Regions from separate parts of the Mus musculus genome. Here regions 1 and 2 are each linked to region 3. Evidence: chromatin contacts called from public HiChIP or PLAC-seq data. All regions are on one chromosome and are shown on one strand. The core of a region is the stretch at or near the end of the contact, and the rest is flanking DNA. Distances in the headings are between cores, read along the strand shown. Region 1 overlaps Celsr1 (cadherin, EGF LAG seven-pass G-type receptor 1). Region 2 holds the start of Tbc1d22a (TBC1 domain family, member 22a). Region 3 holds the start of Ppara (peroxisome proliferator activated receptor alpha).

Region 1 (4,899 bases), core at 791-3,290, 270 kb after region 3:
TGATCTTACTCATCACTGACAACTAGTATCGATAGTCTCCGGGCAGGAGGGAGCTCTTGGCCTGTGTGACAGCACATGCCTGTGATCCCAGTACTAGGAGGGCTATGGCAGAAGGGTCCTGAGTTATGATGTAGCAACAAAAATAATTGTATGGTTGGGGGCCACCACAACATGAGGAACTGTATTAAAGGGCCACAGCATTGGGAAGGTTGAGAACCGCTGCTTTAAGAAGCCACTGGACTTAGGGCCCACCCTCCTCTGGGATGATCTCCCCTACAGATCCTCAGCTTAAACCCATCTTCAAAGATCTCTTTTCCAAAAAAAAAAAAAAAAAAAAAAGTCTCATTCAAGTTCTGGGCTTGTCTTGGGCTGGGCACTTACTCTTCCAGCCGCTACCCACGTGATTCCTAAATCCAATGCTGTTTTCCCAGAAGTCTCCAGGGGGGGTTCTGAATCCAGTTTTACAAGTGCTTATAGAAAGCAACCACAGGACTGACTAGCCAGAGAACAACAGAGCAGGGCACAGGGAGGCCAGGGAATGCACTCCAGTGCTTCTCAAATCTGCTGGAATGTGAACAGCAGCAGATCATCATGGCTCCATGGAGTGGCAAGAAACACCTCCGTGAGATGTCTTCAGTGCCTGTGGTAAAGTCTGTGATATCTTCAGTCTGTGATAAAGGTGGCATTTTAGGAAGAGATTGGGAGGTGGGGGGGGGGGGGGTAAGGCTTTCCACAGAATTTACAGCACCTGGATTGTCACTCTCCATCCATGCTCTTAAGTTAACTCATAAGGGAAGGAGTCGGCATGGTGCCAAGAGACCTTAAGAACAACAGAGGGACGCTGGAGAGGGTGACAACCTCCAGTTCAGTAGTTAACCCCCAAACCCAAGTGGTCAAAGAAAAGCAAGGTTGGAGTCAGCTAACCTCAGAGGAAACAGGGCTGAAAAGCAGCCCCACCTGAGGCATGCAGAGACACGTGGGGAAGTGCCGTTCACCAACTGACATGCTGGGGAGGTTATATGGATACGCTTAACTAACCGCAAGGAGAATGGCAGTTAGCGAAGCGTTTTCAGAAGACAATTAGGTGATTTGATTCAAATCTAAACACGATGTGCCCACAGAGCACCAAGTGAAAGTCTACACATGCATCCTCAAAAAAAAAAAAAAAAAAAAAGCCGGACGGTGGTGGCGTACTCCTTTAATTCCAGCACTTGGGAGGCAGAGGCAGGCAGATTTCTGAGTTCGAGGCCAGCCTGGTCTACAAAGTGAGTTCCAGGACAGCCGGAGCTATACAGAGAAACCCTGTCTCGAAACAAACAAACAAACAAACAAACAAACAAAACAAAACAACTGTGGCTTAGGTAAGCAGAGGCCTTCCTCCCAAGGAAAGTTACTTTGTTATAATACAAAGAAATACCTGAGGTAGAAAGAACACAGCCTAAACCTCCATTGACTTCCACCCTGAGCCAGGTAGCCGGTGCTGACTGCAGCTATGACATGTCAAGACAGCTCCCATCTCCACCCTCACCCCCATTCCCACCAACTTTGGGTCATTCCCAGCATCCTTTGACTGTAAGACTGCAAGCATCAGGTGCCTTGCTGGCAGCTGGGCTCAGCCAGCTTCCTCTGGATCCTTCAGACATCCAAGGCTTAAAACCTCCCTACTGCCTTTAAAAAAAAAAAATCCTTCCTAAAAACAAACAAACAAACAAACAAGCAAAAAACACTCCCCAAAACCATGGCTCCTCTTCTCTTCCAAACCTACCAGCCTCTGGCATGATTATGGTCAAGCTGTGGCCTCCCTCTGTCTCTAAACACCTATCTCCCCCCAAATCAGAGCCAAAGCACAGTGACCTAACCTCGTAGCCCACACAGTGCCTTCCCAACCCAGTGGTCTCTTAAAAGCTGGGCTCCCAGGCCAGGGACCCAGCAAAGCCTGGTATAGATGCAGTAGATGACCTTTCACAAGGAGCTGCTGACGGCCCCCTGCCCCCAAGCCTCAGATTCCATTAACAACAGTGGCGGTAACCATGGAAACAGGCAGCCCGGTGCTGGCGATAAATGGTTGATGGGTAACCCCAGGGACAATGACAGAGCTTCTGTGCTTATTCAGATGACCGGAGTCCTGAATGGGAGCCAGCACAAAGGCCAGTAGCAAAATGACAGGGGCTTCAGAAACTTCTAAAGGGGGCGTAAATGACACCCATAACTTGTCACAAAGGAACACAGGCCAGTGCTGGCCCACACCTGTGTTTTTTGATCTTCTAGAGAATTTACAACAATGTCTCAGCAGGCCTCTGTCAGAGGCCATTTTTTTGCAAGTGTACTTTGTAACAGCTATCTGGTCTCCCTGTCAGCAGCAGCTCACAATGAAAGTCACCATGTCTCCAATGAAAGTCACCATGTCTCCGCAACCCTGTCTCTCTACAAGTAGAAATCAGCCTGGCAGCCAGCACTGGCCTTTTACCTAAACCGTACCTACTGCACACACAACCTCACATTCTATATATAGATGGACCTGGCCTGTGAGCACCAAACGATGCTGGCCAGCAGGCGCTGGAAATGGGCCAGTTTGTCTACATGACACATAGCTACAGTCACTGTGTTTAAGATCTTCCAATAGTAACACCAAAATATTAGTTTCCATTATGTACATTTATTTATTTATGTATTTATTTAATCCATTTATTTACTTGTTTATTTATCATTTACTTACTTGTTTATTTATCTACTTAGTGTGTGCGTGTGTGCTACTGCATATATGTGGAGGTCAGAAGAGAACTTGCGAGTCAGTTCTCTCCTTCCACCATGTAGATCCCAAGGATCAAACTAAGGATAGTGTCCTTACCTGCTGATAAAATGGCTGGCCTAAAACTGTTTTTTGATTTATTGGTTTGTTTGTTTGTTTAGAAGGGGGGGTCTAATATAGCCCTGACTGGCCTAGAACTCACTATGTAGACTAGGCTAGCTCTGAACTCATAGGAGATCCACCTGCCTCTGCCTCCCAAGTGTTGGGATTAAAGGTGTGCACCACCACTGCCTGGCTGGTTTTTTGTTTGTTTGTTTATTTTTTGTTTTTGTTTTGGTTTTTTTTTTTTTGGTTTTTAATGTATTTTTATTTTACATGGATGGGAGCTTTTGCCTGAATATCTATCAGTGCTACCAGGTAGGTTCTTGGAATAGAGCCTAGGTCTTCTCCAAGAACAGCCACTATTCTTATCTGCTAAGCCATCTCTCAGGCCCCAAGTGTGTTTTTAAATCACATCACTTCTGACATTTGAGCACCTCAGACGAGAATCATGGAGGACTTCTTTCCTACTATCCCATTATCAACCAGAGGGTCCCAGATGAATGACAGACCCTCGTCACAGCTTTATGATCCCCAGCCCCTCTGACTTTTGCTCCACTAACTTTAAGTTACAAACAAGTGTCACCTTTTAAAGAATGCACACTCCCAAAGAGGCAGTATATAGGTTGGACATTCCTCATCCAAACATCCAAAGTCCAGAATGTTCCAAAACCCAAGCATTTGAATGTAGTGCTGGGACTCCCAACGTTTTAGATTTTGAAGCAGTTTGAATTTTTAGAGGCTGAGAGATCAGAGATGTTCAACCAAGTAAGACTTCGCAACTACTCCTGAATCTGGAATATTCTGAAATTAGAAACACTTTAGATAAGTGATCTCAGCTTCATTGGGGATAAGTGGCTACACCTGAGGAGTGGGTCCTCCTGGGGACTTGAGTCCTACTGTACTCTGTTAGCATCTCGAAGTCTATCCCTGGAAGACTCACTTTCTTATCTACCTTCAGTTCTGTCCCATCAGCTCCAGGGCCTCTGTCATTATGGGTAGAGGGTCTCACCATAGCAATACCATACTGAGGGAATGGGATCTAAGAGCTGGCAGGCTATGAGCCTGACTCCCTGGGAACAGCCAGCACTCAGGAATCCAACCTGTCAGGGGTGTCAAGTTACCCTGCTACACTTTCACTGTCTGTGCTACGGCCCAGAGAGCTGGTTGCTTCCTGCTTTCACTTTCTTGGCAGAAGCCATGCAGGATGGGAGGTGCGACTGAGTGCGCTTGTGTTTGTCTTTCATTTTACTTAGACTTGTCGTTTTAATTATGTGCACGGGGAGTTAGATGCAGCAGGTGCCTGTGGATGTGTGGGATCCCCCTGGAGCTGGAGTTCTAGGTGGGTGTGAGCCTGTAGCCTAGGGAACTGGGAAGCAAGCTCAAGGCCTGTAAGAGCTCCAAACAACGGAGCCCTCTCTCCATCCCTGGCTTCTGCTTCCTCAGCAAAGTCAGTGTGGGCAAGAGATGAGCCTAAGTCTCATCTACCTCCATCCCTTATGGGTTTGTCCTCAAGACTACTGCAGGCTACTGAGGCCCAAAGGAAACAATCAAATTAACCCCAGCCCAAGGAACCATGAGAACCCACAAGAAGTCAGTGGCCAGAGGCTGAGCCTGATGCTTAAAATAAGGAAACAGGAGCTAGAGAGATGGCTCAATGGTTAAGAGAACTGGCTGCTTTTCCAGAGGACCCAGGTTCTGATCCCAACACCCACACAGTGGTTCATAACCATCTATAAGGCTGGTTTCAGAGGATCCAACTCCTTCTTTTGACCTCTGTGGGTACCAGGCACACACATTTGTACATGCAGACAAAACACTCATACACATAAGTTGAGCAGTGGTGGCGCACACCTCTAATCCCAGCACTTGGGAGGCAGAGGCAGACAGATTTCTGAGTTCGAGGCCAGCCTGCTCTACAGAGTGAGTTTCAGGACAGCCAGGGCTATACAGAGAAACCCTGTCTCGAAGAAAACAAAAACAAAAACAAACAAAACAAAAACACTTATACACATAAAAATAAGTAAATCTAAAAAAAACAAAAACAAAAA
Region 2 (4,343 bases), core at 1,767-4,266, 480 kb after region 3:
TAGGGGAGGATTTTAAGACTTCCCCACCTCCTGGCACCACACACATATGCTAGGTAAGCATTGTTACCACTAAGTCCCCAGCCTTTACTATGCATATTTTAATTCTTTTCAGAGGTCTCCTTATAAACCCCAAGCTGATCTTAAACTTGAGGATCTTTTATCTGCAGCCTCTGATGGCTGGGATTATACACCTATGCCAATGATGCTCAGGTTTTATTTAAAAAACATGATACACTGGGGTGGTGAGGTGGCTCATAGAAAGTGTCTGTCTGTGGCATAAGCATATGGACCTGGGTTTGCATCCCTAGCATCATGTAGAATCCTGGTGTGCCCTAGAACGTCCGTGCTGGGTGGGCAGAGAAAGGGAGAGTCCCTAGAAGCCTAGGCAATTGATGAGAGCAGGTAGAGTAAGAGGTAAGTAAGTTGGTAAGCCACAGGAATCAAAGACGGGAGGCTGTGGTCCGACTGCTGTGTCTAACTTCTCGCCCGAGTGGAGAGGAAGACAGAGCCTGGCTGTGTTCCTGGCTGGTCTGATCCTCCCATCCCGCCTCTCAAGTATCTGGGGCTGTAGGTGAGACAAACCTACACTGAACAACTCAGGAAGGAATGGGGCACACCTCTGCACACTCTCCTTCAGGGAGACTTCCAGACTGTCACCAAAACCAGAAACACTACCCTGGGGGAGGGCTACAGGACTTGCACGCAGCACAGAGGCTGCACAGGCTCTCATCAGCGCCCTGCCTCTCCCCTGTGCAGTCCTCAGCAGCATCCTCCAGCAGGTCACAGGACTCCTCATCAGCTCTGTAACATGGGAGCTGCTCTCAAAAGTGCCTGATATGCAACCCAGCAAGAAAGCCGAGAGGAAAGAAGGCTGGCTTTGGTAATGTGGGGTCACACCGAAGAGACTGGGACTGTGTCAGTTTCCTGTGACATCCGTAGTAGCCTAAGGAGGTGGAAATGTTTCCCCTTTTTGGGTCCTGAAACCAAGATGTCAGCAGATTGTGCTGTCTGTGAGGGCCATTTCCCACCATGTCTACATAGACATCTAGGGTTGACTACTGGCTGCTGCCTAACACACACACACACACACACACACACACACACACACACACACACACACGAACATATTACCGGTTTGTGTGTCATCCTTTTGTAAGGACCATGCTAATCTCTGTATTATTCCAATTTTAGTAGGTATACCACTGAAGTGAGCACCCAATTTTTTTTTTTTTTTTTTTTTAGATTTATTTATTTATTATATGTAAGTACACTGTAGCTGTCTTCAGACACACCAGAAGAGGGCATCAGATCTCATTACGGGTGGTTGTGAGCCACCATGTGGTTGCTGGGATTTGAACTTCGGACCTTCAGAAGAGCAGTCGGGTGCTCTTACCCACTGAGCCATCTCACCAGCCCCATAGCACCCAATTTTTAATTTCCATTCTCCTGCCTCCCTCTTGAGAAGCTGGGCCATAGCTATGTACCACTAAAGTTTTATTTCAAAGAGCTCTCGAGGCAGTGCTAGGACATGATTATTAATCTTAGTTTTGCTAGGTCTCTCAAATTCTAAGGATTATTAGAAGTAGGATTCCAAGGAGAAGCCAAGGCTATGTTCCATAAGTTGTGCCTGAAGGGGTCACCTAGGACCTGTTGACATTGTCCCTGGTATTTCCTGAAGTTTCTATGCTTGTGTCAAAAGGGATTCCTAGAGAGCCCGGTATTGTCATCCAGACAGCAAACATTTGGGATGTACTATTTCAGTTCCTAAGGCTCCGGCTGTGCAGGAAATGAAGAGGAACAGGTGCCACCCCTTTCTGCAGAGTCAAAGTGGAGTCAGGTAGCTGCTGCAGTCTAAAAGGAGCTGCAGAAGGCTTTACTCTTAAAGAATGGGAACAAAGTTGAGATACAGGGCTCTAGGCCATTGACCCTGCTCTGAGTACTGAGGATAAGTCTGGCATACAACTGGGCTAAGCTATATAAGGTTCTTTAGTGTGATTTCTTGCATCCACCATGTGCTAACCCAACACCACTTTCAATATGTCTAGAAGTCTGGGTCTTGAGAATATAGTCAGGGCCTGGGTTAAACAGGAAGACCATATCAAAAGCAGAAAAAGTGCACGAGACAGCTGTCGTGAATATGTTTCTCAGTAGTAAAGGCCACAAGTTGGCATTACCAGTGTTTCACTAAAGCTCCGGCCTGAGATGCCAGCCTCTCACCCTTGAGTCTAAGATCATAGAAATTTTACACCAATCACGTAAGTAATTTCAAGTAGCTACACTACACAGCAAAAAGTGAAAGTAAACATAACAATATATTCTACAGAACCCAATATATATAAAGTATCATTTAATGTAAACTTATAATTAACATTTCCGTATTAAGATTTTTGGATCTTGAATGTATCTTACAATTAAGCACACTTTACTGCGGTCTTGGAAGCACGCAAGCGCCGGCAAGATGAAGTCTTCGTGTCTCCGTGCCTATTCGTTTTTCAGCTGAAGCCCAGGCAGATCCCCGCCATCGCTTCAGATGTGCTCCGGTGGAAGTCGCTTCCTTCACCTCACTGTGCAGTGTTTACTGATCCGGGGTCAATGCCCTGGCGATGAGGCTTGGACCACACTACAGCGGGAGAAGCTCTCCATCCTCCCGCTCGCCTGTCCGCCCGCAGCAGGGTCCCGATCTGCCTGTGCTCCTTCTGGTTCTCGGTACTTGCTGGTTGGCTGCGAGCAAATAAGACCGACTCGGACCCCAGACGCACGCGGCTCCGGAGTTCATGGCCGGGGATCAGAGGCCGGGATCCAGAGACCTCAGTCCGTGCCGCTCGACCCGAGCGCTCTCAGCGCCGCCAGAACATACGCAGCTCGCAGACTCCGCTTTCCTCCCTGCGCTACAGCCACGCACATATCCCAGCGTCGCCTTCTCATGGCGTCAAGCACTGCCCGAAACGAAGGCGGGACTTCCGGAATCGCCGAGTCACAACTTCCGGACGGAGGCGGAAGCGCCTCTCGGCTCTACGCTTCGGAGTCCTGGTGTCTCTGAGGGGGCCGCCGGGGCACAGGAGAGGGCCGCTGGAGGTGTGGCCGACCGCTCTCGGGTGTCAGGGTTGCGGATCTGAGGGATGAGGAGCGGCCATGGCCAGCGACGGGGCCAGGAAGCAGTTCTGGAAGCGCAGCAACAGCAAGGTCCCGGGCAGGTGGGTGTGACGGGGAGGACCCGGTCGGGGTCAGGGGTCAGAGGTCAGGTGGCCGTGCTGTCCCGTTGCAGTGCGGGTGGCGTAGGAGTCTGGGGAGGAGAACCTGGCTCCTAGGAGACTGTTGGGCTATGTGAGGGGCTAGGGGAGTCGGGGTCGGCAGTGGGCGTGTGGGAAATGAAAGGTGACAGTGGCCGTACCAATGAGCAAGGAGGACGAGGAGCTGCCCCAAGTGCTTCCAGAGCCTGGCAGGCAGGTTCTCTCCTGCGAAACTCCATGACTCCCTGGGGAAGCTGGAAGAAACTGACCCAGGTCATGCCCTGGAGAGTTTGGTTGAGTCAGGAAACTGGCCAGGGAGAGGCAGTGCCTGCAGGGGAGGTCGGTCTCTTCGGGGTGCATAGTGGTTTGAGCACTTGGGTTTTCGTCTGTCACATGTGGGCTGATGCTTTTCCTTTGAGCGTGGAAGCGCCTTGTGAATTTCTGTGGTCCCACCTTCTGGCCTCTGGACACCGGTCTTTTGACAGCAACAGGAAACACAGAATAATAATAAAAACACCTGGGTGCAGTCTGGAAGCTATCGAGCTCCAAAGTCCTTCTGTGATTGGTTATGTGGCCTGATGCCTCTCTAGGTCTTAGGGAGTGAAGAGACAGTACCCGGAAATGTATTTCAGAAAACTCCATCACAAGATTTCAAACATAGTTTATTCTGTTTTCTAGCCAAAGTCTCAGATATGAAATTTAAGATTCTAACATTAGCCACCTCTCCAGTCCTGAAGGTTTTGACATTGAGGTAACTTAAGTAGAACCATTCGTGAGCTCGGAAAATGGTCTGTCTTCCTGTGCTTCCTAAGAGACACCATTGTGTGAATGTTAAATTTGTAAACTCGGATATCCACTGTATTCAACCACAAAATGTGCTTTTCAAAGTGGCTGGGGCTTGGCACGGGTTACTGACTGCTGGGCCACAGTGACTTGGGAGATGGAGGAAGTCCTCAGAGGTACCCAGACACTGTATTTTTTACAGGACCTGGACTGGGCTTGCTTGAATAGTTAAGAACTTTTATAAAAGCTATTATTATAGTTTATGATGAGTAGAAGGTCCTACTGTGACAGGGATAAACACGTTGAGCCTAGTGCCAGATAAACAGAAGC
Region 3 (4,790 bases), core at 1,017-3,516:
TCCTTTATGGGTGACAGAGAGCCATTTGAGGAGGAGATGTTCAGGATCTCTAAGAGAGTCTGGGTGGAAGGAAGTCTATGTTCCAAAGTGATTCTTCTGGACAGAGAGTCAAAACAAACAAAACCAAACAAAACCCCCATATTTTCTCATCTTGAAACCTTGGGCGCTCCAAGAATTCCAACTGTCATTTTTTTTTTCTGTGTTCTCTGGGCTCAGCAGTTACTCTGCTGGCCCCTCTCATTCCGAACCATTCTTTCCAGATTATTCCAAATGTCTGGTAGAACTGGGTTAACAGCAGAACACTCTGCAAAAGAAGGCAGCATTCCTGCATGTGGACTCTGATCTTTGGAACTCAGGACCTACAACCAAGCACCCTCTCTTCAGTGGCCACCCCAACCACCTGGTACACTAGGGAGGATGTCCTTTGGAGATGCATCTACGTAAGCAGCCTCCAGCCATTCTTGCTCACTGTTATATACAGGCCAGGGTAGGAAAATGGACTAATGTTGTCTTTGAATATCCCCTGGGCCATTCAGGAAATCATACAGACAGGTCACTGTGCAAGGTCTTTTAATTTTTCCATTTTTTAAAATTGTATGTGGCAGAGTAGCTGGTGTGTGTGTGTGTGTGTGTGTGTGTGCTTGTGTGCATGTGAGTTGGTTCTTTCCTTCCACCGTGTGAGTCCCCAGGTTGGAATCCAGGTCATCAGGCTTGGTAGCAAGCACCTTTACCCATTCAACCATCTCCAGGGTCTCAGTTTTGCAAGCTTCGAAGCATAATACAAATAGTAGCTATTTCCTGGCCACTGCGTGCAAGAAAAGGCGAGCTTGCCAGTAGGCAAGTAGGGAATGTTCTGTGGGTGTCTGGCAGGTGGGGCAGAGTTCACCACAGGTATGAGGCTGATCAGCAAAGGTGGGTTTAAAAGACGTCCCTGAATGTGCCTGTAGGGTCTGGTCTCCAGTTCCCAGGGTAAGGAGATGTGCGCTGAAAGTTTCCTTTCCCTAGTAGGCTCTCCTGGGCGCTCATCGCCACAAATAGCATAGTGGCAGGCCCAGCGTGAGGACAGACAGGAGGGCTGGCATAGCACACATTTCGTTCCCAAAGGAGCGGCGTCCTGGGGCGTTGGCACCTCGGGGGGCATGTGCATTCCGTGACTGAAGATCCAAGGACGACACAAGCAAAGCGGCTGCTCTGGGTCGCAGCCTGCTCCCAGTTGCAGCCTCCCGCCTGCGCTGTCAGTTGGCAGAGCCCCAGTGCCTGAGCTGGACACAGTCAGCCCCTCAACCCCTGAAGCGTATGCAGAGGGGCCACAGCCCGGGGCGGGGCAGAGGCGGAGGGTGGGTCAGAGCGGCCGCGCCTCCCTGCGACCGTCCTCGATGCCCTTCAGCCTCTGCCTTCCCCGCCCGCCACACCCACCCTGGCACCTTGGCCACCTGTTGCCGCGTGCCCCAGCTCGCTCTTCCTTTCTCCCCATTTCTCATCCTGGGACTCTAAAGATCAGATTCCGCCTGTCCGTCCACCTCCCCACGAACTCCCGGGACTCGGGGAACAAGCTGTGCGATCTAGACCAGCTCAACGAGGGCACCCGGAGGAAAGCTCAACCCAGACCCGCAGCCTTGAACTTCAGTCCTGGCCGGTGCGCGGGGCTGGGAGCAGGAGGGAGTGCGCGCCAAGGCGCACCCTTCCCACCGACTGTTCTCCCCCGTCGGGTGACCTTGGGCAGTCCCTTCACCTAACCCGCCTCAGTTTACCAACGGATGCCCGGGCCCCGAGGCACTAAATGGGCATCGAGGAGAGCTGCCCCGGGCCTCTTAGGCCCCGCCCTCCCCCGCAGCAGCCAATCAGACACTGCCGTCCAGGGGGTGTGTCTCGCCCTGAGCCGGGGCCCGGGCCTAGGGGGCGGAGTTTCCGGGGCGGTCACCTCGCCGCGGGACCCCGCAGGGGACGTCCGAGGGGCGGCGCGTGTCGTGGGGGCGCGGCTGGCACGGGCGCGCGTAGGCGGTGCCGGGCCGGGGCCCCGGACGCTACGGTCCCACGACAGGGGTGACGGGGGCGGAGGCAGCCGCTTACGCCCCTCCTGGCGCCTCCTCCTGGGCGCGCTTGGCCCTGCGGACCCGCAGGCGGAGTGCAGCCTCAGGTGCCCAGGGGCTGGAGGGCACGCGCGAGGGCGGGGAGCCAGGCGTCCCCTGTCCCGGGACAGTGAGGTGGGTGGACAGGGAGGGGAGGGGCTCGGTGGCGCATGCGCGCGGACTAGGGGCGCGGGTCTGGAGACCCACAGCCACTGGAGAGGGCACACGCTAGGAAGGGCACACGCGTGCGAGTTTTCAGGGCCCGCGGAACTGTCCGCCACTTCGAGTCCCCTGGAGCGCCGTGCGCCGGCTCCGAACATTGGTGTTCGCAGCTGTTTTGGGGGCTGGAGGGTTCGTGGAGTCCTGGAACTGGAGCGACGCTGGGTCCTCTGGTTGTCCCCTGGAGGGGAGGGCACACGGGCGGGGACATCGGGGCGCTCCCTTCTCACGGCGTGGTGCATTTGGGCGTATCTCACCGGGAGGCGTTTCCTGAGACCCTCGGGGAACTTAGAGGAGAGGTAACTGGAGGCTCCCTGACAGACTGATTCTGGGGTCACAGCCTAGGCTTTGCTGGGGACCTGAGAAACGCTGCCGGTGGGTTTGAGTCAACAGCAGCGGACCCTCTTTGAACACTAGTTTCCTCATTGCTCCTGATCGTAGTGGGGCGATGTTGGCCCCAACAGTAGGGTAGAGACGATGCCAAAGTTACCCTATGTCTCTGCCCTCCAGAGGCCAGTGCCACAGCGGGTCCTGTGTGGGGCCAGCTTTAGTCTCCTCTGTGCAGTGGCTGCGCGGCTGGCCTGATATGGGTAAAGGGAGCCGGGAGTGCCCGTGTGCTAGTCCGGAGGGTGACTCTGCCCCAATATCCACTCCAACTAGCCTGAAATAACTGCACCTCTCCTTTTCCCAAACTTTTTTTTTTTTAATTTAAAGGAGAGAATGTTCAGATACTAAAGAAAATCTACGGTGGTATATAATGTCTTTGGGGGCACTCTGCCACTGGGGTGCTCACGGGCCCCCAACCCCAACCTACTCCCTTCCTCTAAGGAAAGCAGAAAGGCTCCTTGGGGGAGGAGCACGGAACTTTCTTGGGCGACCCTGGGACACTGTAGTGGTTGCAGGCAACAGGGTCACAGTGACTTTCCCAAGGTGGTGGAGAGTTGGGGGAGATCCAGAGAACATATTGTAACCGGTTCCTTCTTTAACGTTCTACAGCCAAGTTGAAGTTCAAGGCCCTGCCTTCCCTGTGAACTGACGTTTGTGGCTGGTCAAGTTCGGGAACAAGACGTTGTCATCACAGGTAAAGAGGATTAATGGACGGCTTCCAGACTGGAATATTGTAAACGCTGTCTTTGGTTGCACTTCAGACTAGCAACAGGGCTTGGATAGTGGTTATTTTGTGGTGGAATAGTAAATGTCTTTTCAGGGCTCAGGAAGCCAGGTAAATGGGTAGTCCATGTTTCAGTTCTGGGAAAGTGCGTTTGCTTCATGGGAACCGCATTTCTTTATGGCAGGCTGCGTCGGCGTAGTTTAAAAAGGTGGTATTGCGTTAGAAATGGTGTTACTTGACTGGCTTATAAACTGGCTCATAAGACCGTCTCTTGGCTGTCTTCATATCAATTCAATGAAGTAGTCGGTTAGTTTCATCATTAGCCAGGCAGGGATGGCCCCCAAGAAGCAGCTAGAAGGGTATGACTTGGTGACCATATGAAAATCCAGAGCCAGTGGGACATGAACTGAGAGTGGAAAGCAAAGTGTCTCCTTTCCAACCTCTTAAACATGCATGGAAACACTCCAGACTCATAGTTTGTCAGGAGGGTAGGAGCCTGCGATGTAACCCATGCTAGCCTGGAACTTGCTATGTAGCAGAGGCTAGCTAGCCTTGAATTCTTTATATTCCCACCTCAGGCTCCCAAGTACTGAAAGCTGAAGTAGTTCTTTTTAACTTATGTTTGTCAAGCCTATAAACAGAGTTTATGTGTGTATATGTGTGTGCATGTATCAATGTGTGTTTGTATGTGTGTATGTGTCTAGGTGTGTATGCTATGTGTATGTGTGTAAAGGGTGGGAAGAGAATGAGAGAAGAGAAAGCATGTTTCTATTTTGTTTTATTAACTATTAAGTTGAGAAAAATATTTCCATGTGAATGTAAAAAACAATGTATTTTTGCTTCAACTGCCTGTCTAATAACTCACTAGGTTTAGATATAGTATTTAGCCAATGCATATATAGACATACGTTAGTATATAACTCATGCTTATTGCATAGCTTCCTGGGGTGGGGGCTACTGAGCCACCCATAAACAAGACAGCCATGGACTTGCTCATGAGACTGAGTTCCATGCTAGAATTATAAGAAACTTGAAGCCAGATGGTGGAGGCACACGCCTTTAATCCCAGCACTCAGGAGGCAGAAGCAGGTGTATCTCTGAATTGGAGGCCAGCCTGGTCTACAGAGTGAGTTAGTTCCCCAATAGCTAGGGCTACACAGAGAAACCCTGTCTGGGGGGGGGGGAGAAGAAAGAAAGCAAGAAAGGAAGGAAGGAAGGAAGGAAGGAAGGAAGGAAGGAAGGAAGGAAGGAAGGAAGGAAGGAAGGAAGGAGAAAAAAGAAAGGAAGAAAGGAAGAAAAGAAGGAAGGAAGGAAGGAAGGAAGGAAGAAAGAAAGAAAGAAAGAAAGAAAGAAAGAAAGAAAGAAAGAAAGAAAGAAAGAAAGGAAGAAAG

What was found. HiChIP or PLAC-seq counts read pairs in DNA pulled down with a chosen protein or histone mark.
Region 1: a contact with region 3 is called in an H3K4me3 HiChIP or PLAC-seq map of embryonic stem cells, with 18 read pairs. The contact joins the enhancer-like site here to the promoter of Ppara in region 3. A contact is called at or near these places in 2 of 39 promoter capture datasets (the C10 cell line and embryonic stem cells), 1 of 484 Hi-C or Micro-C datasets (nephron progenitors) and 3 of 115 datasets of contacts at active chromatin or transcription factors (cardiomyocytes, embryonic hindbrain and embryonic stem cells).
Region 2: a contact with region 3 is called in an H3K27ac HiChIP or PLAC-seq map of embryonic stem cells, with 5 times the contacts expected there. The contact joins the promoter of Tbc1d22a here to the promoter of Ppara in region 3. A contact is called at or near these places in 1 of 39 promoter capture datasets (pre-B cells), 1 of 484 Hi-C or Micro-C datasets (pre-B cells) and 2 of 115 datasets of contacts at active chromatin or transcription factors (embryonic stem cells and large pre-B cells).

Annotation. Positions count from the first base shown.
Region 1 is chr15:86,003,836-86,008,734 of GRCm38.p6, forward strand. All of the region lies in intron 1 of Celsr1 (cadherin, EGF LAG seven-pass G-type receptor 1), which reads right to left. Among named protein-coding and RNA genes, the nearest start is that of Celsr1, 27 kb to the right of the region's middle. Within about 2 kb of position 2,041, at least 80 of the 459 cell types and tissues checked have an H3K27ac peak or open chromatin away from gene starts, as enhancers often do. A contact at or near this core is called in embryonic stem cells, where this site is marked.
Region 2 is chr15:86,211,443-86,215,785 of GRCm38.p6, forward strand. Tbc1d22a (TBC1 domain family, member 22a) reads left to right here and starts at 3,017. Exons shown (of 13, transcript NM_145476.2): 1 at 3,017-3,194. The coding sequence starts at 3,133. It overlaps Gm22818 (a small nuclear RNA gene), which reads right to left and starts at 1,215; the gene lies at 1,112-1,215.
Region 3 is chr15:85,733,510-85,738,299 of GRCm38.p6, forward strand. It overlaps Ppara (peroxisome proliferator activated receptor alpha), which reads left to right and starts at 2,267. Exons shown (of 8, transcript NM_011144.6): 1 at 2,267-2,587; 2 at 3,285-3,369.